Regions from separate parts of the Mus musculus genome. Here region 1 is linked to region 2. Evidence: chromatin contacts called from public Hi-C data. All regions are on one chromosome and are shown on one strand. The core of a region is the stretch at or near the end of the contact, and the rest is flanking DNA. Distances in the headings are between cores, read along the strand shown. Region 1 has its middle 44 kb from the start of 9530059O14Rik. Region 2 has its middle 17 kb from the start of Gm35454.

Region 1 (3,805 bases), core at 619-3,118, 110 kb after region 2:
CTCAGTCTGTGTGACTCAGTGAGTGGCCTCTAAGTCAGATCAAAAAGTGGAGGAAGAGGGCTGGAAATAAGAATTGTTTTATCCCTTTTCTCCAAAGGAAAACATTTCTGTGAAGGGAGGATGGGAGAGGGAAGCTCTCACGGTGTAGAAAGCTACAAAATTAGCAAAGATCACACACCGGGTAATTAAGCAATTGCAGGCATTTGGGGTTGGAGTGGGGCTGGAGGAGACTCAGCTTTATGTCTTCACTCTGTTCTAAGCGTCCTAACTGGGGTGAGTAGATGTCTGTCCATCTGTCATGCGACAAGAATGCAGGTGCATATTTTAAAACAAAGAACTTTGTCGACAAATAGGAGTCTTGAAATTGTTGACATGATTTCTGAATCGAATCCTGACCCACAAAGAGTGAGCAGGTAGATTAAATTATAATAAAAAGAATCAGTCTGCACATTGAAGACAATAACCAGGAATGATTTTGTTAATGAATGAATGGCGCCTGCATCTCCTCCTGCCATAACAGTTCTAAGAAGGGCTGTCTGATTTGGTTTATTTATTTATTTTTATTGGACAGACTTGTGCTCAGAGGGTCAAAGCCTCACTAGTAACACAAGAAACGTTATAAACTGTAAAACTGTAAGAAAAGATCAGGGCAGAGAGGGGGGGTGCTTCAGGTCACCCATCAGTTGATCTTTGACACAGGAGGTGGCCAAATGTCATTCAGATCATGTCAAGAATATGCACATATTGGCAGGAGCCAATAATTCAGAACTTGCCAGAGGTGGGATTCTTCAAGGAAAGGAATAGCAAATGAGCCTGGGAAAGCTTTGCCCAACTCTCCCTGCCCAGCCCTGAGCTGGCTCTCCTAGCTTGCATCCCTAGTCCTGACCTTTCCATTCATATTTGATGTCCTCAAGATGCAAGCTTTCAGTAAGCATGATATACAGCAGTACCAACTACTTCCACTTTTTGTTTGTTTGTTTGTTTGTTTGTTTGTTTGGCTGAGTGTTTTGGGGATAATTGCCTTAAGGTTGATATCTGTCCTACTTGGTGACAACCCCCATTTTACAGATGGAGCCTCAGCTAGCTCTAGTACTTGACCAAGGCAAGAGAGTCAATAACCCCAGACTTTCCACATAGAAAACCATATTTCTGATGTCCCATATCTTCCTGGCTGAATTCACGGGGTCACCTGCTGTTACAGTGGAATCTCTGAGTAATTCTGATTTGGTCCCAACCGGTGAAGGTTGGGTTTACGTCCTTACTGTCCCCACTACTTGCGTGAAGCTAAGCTGAAACGAAGTCTACTCTTACTTAGGGTGCAGAGGTTCTGACACCTTGGCAGATCCAGCTGGGGTGGGATGAGATGGGAATGAGGCTCTGCTTGCTCGTTGTCCCTTCCGGCTACTTGCTGGTCCCTGGGCACACCAAGCAAGATGAGGGAGAAGAGCAAGGCAGAGGCAAGCGGATTTCTGAGTTCGAGGCCAGCCTGGTCTACAAAGTGAGTTCCAGGACAGCCAGAGCTATACAGAGAAACCCTGTCTCAAAACAAACAAACAAACAAACAAACAGCCAAATTCTTCATGCAGGCAGCTGGTGTGCCTCTCAGATGGAGAGAGACAACTGTCCCAGCTCAGAGCCTTGTCAGGAACATCAGCCACAGCCTAAAGGCGGCTCCAGAGCACGGCCCTGAACAGCAAACTGGAGATGAGAAAGAAGACAGAAAAAAAGAGAGGGGGAAATACTGTGCTATGATCTAGGGTTCGTTTCTTCAAATGATCAGCTCCTTAAATGTACCCACAGTGATGGGTTGATTAAGTGCTGCTGGTACCACAGGCTTTGGGAATGAGCCTAGCTGGAGCTGGGGGCAGGAGAGCGGTGTATCTAAGGAAGCCGGAGTGATGGAGGCTGGGCCTGCTGAGCAGAGCTGCCAGCACCAGGTCCAGAAGGCTGCCTTCCGCCTTCTGCCTTCCGCCTTTGAATTCCAAAGACATCTAAGTGCATCTTTGAGCTCTGCACTGCATCTGTCATGAATCTTCTGGCTCCTGCATCCTTTCTAAGGGGGGGAGGGGGGGAGGGGGCAAGCGGGTGGAGAAAATGCTTTATCCTGACTGCTCCTTAATAACATGGAAGGCTTGGCAAGTGTGTGTGAGTAGGAAGGACCCGAGGAGAGGCTGGAGCCAGGGTTTCCCTAATTCTATTAGAAGGCCAGTGGACAGAGGGCTGTCTGCTGGCAGAGCCCAGAAGACGGACATTGTAGCTAATAAGCCTGTGATGAATAGGGGATCTTGGGAGCCAGTCGAGTTGCAGCTCCAAAGGGATCCATGGCTTAAGAGGGAATTGTCCTTCAGGAGCTTCCTAGACCTCCCAAAATAAAGGCTACCCAAATAAAGAGTTCTGTATTTCCATACAACAAAACCAAGTGGCATGTCTCAGGGGTGACACACGGGCTTTCTATACCAGTGACAAGGTCTAGGCCCCAGCACACAGCACTTGTCAGTCCCTGTTTGTGGCACACTGGTGAACATCTTATTGGTTACATATTCTTGGAGTGGAGAAATATAGGACACCTCTCTCTTGATGAGAAGGGGTGGGGCTTGGGAAACAGCTCGGTCAGTAAAATGTTTGCCTGGCTAGCTCAAGAACCTGAGTTTGGTACCCTATGAGCTATGTACAAAGGTAGACACTGCAGTGTGTGCTCCTAATCCCAGTGATGTCGAGGTGTCAAGCAGAAACAGAATTCCAGAGCTTGCTAACCAGCCTGCCTAGCTTACTTGGTGAAGTTCCAGGGCAGTGAGAGAGATCTTATCTCAAACAAAGGATTGAAGGCACCTGAGGACATCCAAGGTTGTCCTCTGACCTCCATAGTCACACACACACGCGCACGCACACAAGCATGCACACACAGTGGAAGTGGAGAGTCATACTGCGAAGGGGTGCAGTACAGGGAAGGAAGAGTTCTTTGAGCCATTTTGCAAACAGCATGTGGTATACCAGCTCTGGCCCACTCAGCTTTGAAGAACTCTAAGTTTATTTTTATCTCACTCAAGTTCATGGACTTTGGTTCAGATTTATATTTTAAAAGGTCACTCCAACAGAAATGAATGGCGGAGTGTTGTAGGGCCAGCCAATTGAGAGAATCACTAGCTTTCTGTATCTCTGCACATCTTCACTTGCAGATGGCAAAGCTTTGAAATGTTCAGGGGAGAGCTTGCATCTGGAGATATACAGATGTTTCCCTAACAACACAAGGTGACAACTCTGTGAACTGTGTTAGGTGAATGACACCTTGCAAGTCACCTAGAGAAGAGTTAAAGCTTTGGGGAGGATTATTCTGCATATGCAAATTTGTAGGAGGGACTTGAGCAATCATGGGATTTGGTATGCAGAGATGGTACCAACCCCAGAAGAATCCAAAGAATGACAAAATCTCATTCACACACCACTCCCACCCCAAAGCAGCACTGCACTGTTTTAAAATGGTCTCTGGTTCACTATAAACACATACTGTAAAGGGCAAAGAGGTGGCTCAGCAAGTGAAGGCACTTTCCCCTAAGCCTGGTAACTCAGTGCAATCCCCAGCAAGGAAAGAACTTAATTCTGCAAGTTGTCCTCTGACTGCCAGACTCATGACAAGGCACATATACACACAGAGAGACACATGAATGCTCTCATACATAAGCGAATAAATGTAATGTTTTTAATGCATACTTGGGGGGGAGGAAGACTTCAACTTAAAAAAATAAGTATAATTGATATGTCAAGAGCTGAAACAGAATCACACTTAGGAACAGCAGGCATGGTGTCC
Region 2 (3,361 bases), core at 637-3,136:
GATCTTTCCACTTATCTGTGATGTGAGGTGCAGCTTGCTTTTTTTTTTCCCCTGTAGTGAGCTATTTTTCTCACCCCAGCAACCAACCAAACCTTCCCTCCCAGGCCTGTAACTAATGGAACCTTTCATTATAGAAATATAATCTGTTGGAAAGTTCCCTTCAGCAACACATGCTGCTGGAGGCTTCCTGCCCACCTGTCTGGGCAGTCCCTCTCACCTCACTTCCTGTCCACCTGTCTGGGCGTGCCCAGGCCCTCTCACCTCTGTTGCCTCAAGCTTCAATTCTTACCTCAACAGTCACTCCTCACAAACGACTTCCCGAACCTTCTTCCCTATCACTTCACACAACTGGAATTTTGTTACTTAGTTTCCCTGTTTTTTTCTTTGCCTACTCCCTCTCCCCCTACAGAATGTGAGTTCCACAGTAAACTGGGAAATTCTCATGCAAACTCCATTACTAGACAGTGGTCACTTCCCTGGTGCCTAGCACACATTTCCAGGAAGGCTGGGATGTAGTTCAGTTGCTAGAGTTCACGAAGCCCTAGGTTCCACCTGCAGCGCTGCAGAAACCTGGGTGTTGTGGCGAACACCTGAAATCCCAGTGTCCGGGACAGAGGTGGATGCAGAATTGGAAATGCGAGGTCATCCTTGACTTCATGAGTTCAAGACCAGCTTGGCATGGGCGAGACATATCTTTTTTTAAAAATCCTAGAAAAATAGATCCAGGTGAGTTTGTTGCACCTGTGTTTGTTAGTAGCTCAATCTGAGAGTCCTCGTTAGCTCCCTTAAAATATCTGATTGACTTTCATGTGAAAGCAAGTGCCACAGATTAAATATATGTTGTGCTAAGAAGTTTCCCGATTTACCACAGCCTGTGCACTGCCAGAAAAGCATTCTGCATGTTAATTACGATGGCTGGGGGGTTTCTTAAGTCTTCTTGTTCTCCTGTTAACTTTCTAATGCATGCAGGGAAGGGAACAAGGGAGCATGCAGAAAAGCTGTGAAGATCAGTGTCACTTTGGGTGGCTTGTGGAGTCCCAGTGAGCTCTGCTGACAGGCCAGGGTGGTGTTGGCAGCAAGCTGTCTGTGAAGGCTGTGAAGGAACTCACTGAGGCTGCAAGGGAGGAGGCTCTGACTTCTGGCTTCACTAGGAGCTGTGCCCTTTTGGCTAAGACTAAAATTTCATCTAGGGAACAGTTAAGCAAGAGGCAGGGGTGAGGAGAGATCAAATCCCAGAATACAAATGCACAAGATGAGCCGGAATACTGAGAATGTGGAAAAATCTGACCTTGCTCCCCATTTGAACGTCAGAGGAGCCAAGGCAGTGTAGCAAGACTGTGGGGGCATCACGAAAGCCTACTTTGGCTTCAAGTGAGCCACCAGGACCCCCACCCCTCACATACAATGGGCGCAGACTCAGAGATAGCTAGGTGATGTGAATAAAGCATAGTGCTTAGACTATGGTTAAAATCCTGACTCAGAACCTGCTTTGACAGATCACTCCCTGAGACTCTATTTCCTCGTCTGTCAAATGAGATTAAGGTCCTTGCTTGGTGTAGAGGCTATGGGTCCCACCCACATAGGGCCACTCTGTTGGGAGTGTCACTTGCTGCTATAACGTAAGAGTCTGCCCCTCACCTCCCCCTCTCCACTCCCTGCTCTCGTCTTGGCTCACAGCTGGTGCCTTGGAGGCAGGGAAGATATTGGTGACACTACTTCTGAACATTTGCACAATTTGTAAACTTTGCTTAGGAAATCCTTCCCTTCCTCCTCCCCTCCCCACCCCCAGTTCCAGAATAACACTGCTGTTTGTCTGAAACTTCCTGACCCGTAGCTTAAGAATTACGCAGGATCACACAGACTCAGCCGGGTGACTCTCAAAGCAGCAAGCAGATGCCTGCCCTGCCCAATAACCACTGCAATCCCTCTCCCTCCCTGCCGGGAATAGGATTATTGATATGCCTTTCCCAGCTGTGACCAGCAGGGGGCGACCTCTTCTTGCGTCCATTTCCTTAATGCTGACAAGGCTCCCTGGCTCCCCACCCTGTCAGAGCTTCCAAACATTGAGCTAAGGTCCATGTTTCTTTCTCCTTCCATTGGTCAAGGTTTTAGATACATGCACGAAGCCATCAATGCCAAGATCAGGGCAAGGTCTCCTTCTAGCCTGGGGAACAAGGGTCCTAGTGTCCTTGGCTGTGTGATGGCTAATGTCACAGCTACATAGATGTGGCTCAGTGGTAGGTAATGTGTTCCACAGAGGTGACCTGGCTCACCAAGGCAACACACTCCACAGCTATGTGTTGCTGCCTATAACCACGGCAACTACTAACCTGTAGCTACAAGCTACAGAGATAACATGCACCGTCGTGCTTCACAGAGGTGGCATCTGAATGCAGGTTCTACTCAGCCTTCAGGTGTCAGGCATGTTTTGCAGCACCCACCTTCAAGCCACTGAATTAGTTCCAAGACCTTGCTGAAAGCAGCCTAGCTCCTGTGCCCTGGCTTCCCTGGGGTTCTCAGAAAAGGGCCTCTTAAACCCCTGTACTTCTGCCATGGTAGTCTATTGCTTTTTCAAGTTCAGTAGGTAAAGATACGATTTAGTGAGAGAGGAGAGAGAGAGAGAGAGAGCATCGTTTATAATTTATCCTGGGTTTCTTTTGTGTCTCCCATTTAGTAATTTGTTCCATTCCTTAATGGCTCAAGTTGTTCATCAGACTGCAACAGAGAGGTGGAGTGAGTCACCAGGGAATGGGGTGGGGGTGTGGGGTGGCCTATATATCAGGACCGGGAAAACTGTGAGCTCTATCTCCCACGCCTTCCCACCCGGACGTCACGTCACCAGGTTGGTGCAGCTCCTGTTTCTGAATCCAGGTAGAGGAAAAGGAGCTGGCTGGGGTGGCCATTCAGGGAAGCATGATGCATTCTCTGAGGCTGTGTGAAGCACTCTGCTGTTACCTGGACTGGGTGGTGGGAGAGGAAAAGCGATTGAGCCTGGTTTCCTCACACGGCCTCTCTTCACTCACACTGAGAAAGACAAATCCTGGACACTGAGCTCTGTCTCTGTGACTCTGGCAGTATCACGACATCCCCACCCCACCCAGAGCTGGAAAAGATGCTCCCAGCATGGACCAGCCTCTTGCCTCTGTCCTCACTCTAGCACCTGCTCTCTTGAACCTGTTGCTTTTGATTTCACATTGGGGGTTTTGGGAAGAAAAGCACCTTAATGAAGAAAGAGGGGGGTCTGTGACTCTAGACAAGGAGAGACTGGAGCCCCAGAAGGACCCTCACTTGCTGCTTTCCCCCACTTCTTGCTCAGCTTCAGGACACAATCGCCAGTGTGGGCAAGCAGACTCCAGCCCAG

What was found. A called contact is a pair of places that touch in the nucleus more often than the background predicts.
Region 1: a Hi-C map of the N1E-115 cell line shows a contact between it and region 2, with 3 times the contacts expected there. The contact joins two enhancer-like sites. A contact is called at or near these places in 1 of 15 datasets of contacts at CTCF or cohesin (the NIH/3T3 cell line), 4 of 484 Hi-C or Micro-C datasets (the N1E-115 cell line, cerebral cortex, cortical glia and 1 more) and 1 of 115 datasets of contacts at active chromatin or transcription factors (the NIH/3T3 cell line).

What each region holds. Positions count from the first base shown.
Region 1 is chr9:122,526,538-122,530,342 of GRCm38.p6, forward strand. No RefSeq gene overlaps it. Among named protein-coding and RNA genes, the nearest start is that of 9530059O14Rik, 44 kb to the right of the region's middle. Within about 2 kb of position 1,869, at least 11 of the 459 cell types and tissues checked have an H3K27ac peak or open chromatin away from gene starts, as enhancers often do. A contact at or near this core is called in the N1E-115 cell line and cerebral cortex, where this site is marked.
Region 2 is chr9:122,419,320-122,422,680 of GRCm38.p6, forward strand. No RefSeq gene overlaps it. Among named protein-coding and RNA genes, the nearest start is that of Gm35454, 17 kb to the right of the region's middle. Within about 2 kb of position 1,887, at least 50 of the 459 cell types and tissues checked have an H3K27ac peak or open chromatin away from gene starts, as enhancers often do. A contact at or near this core is called in the N1E-115 cell line and cerebral cortex, where this site is marked.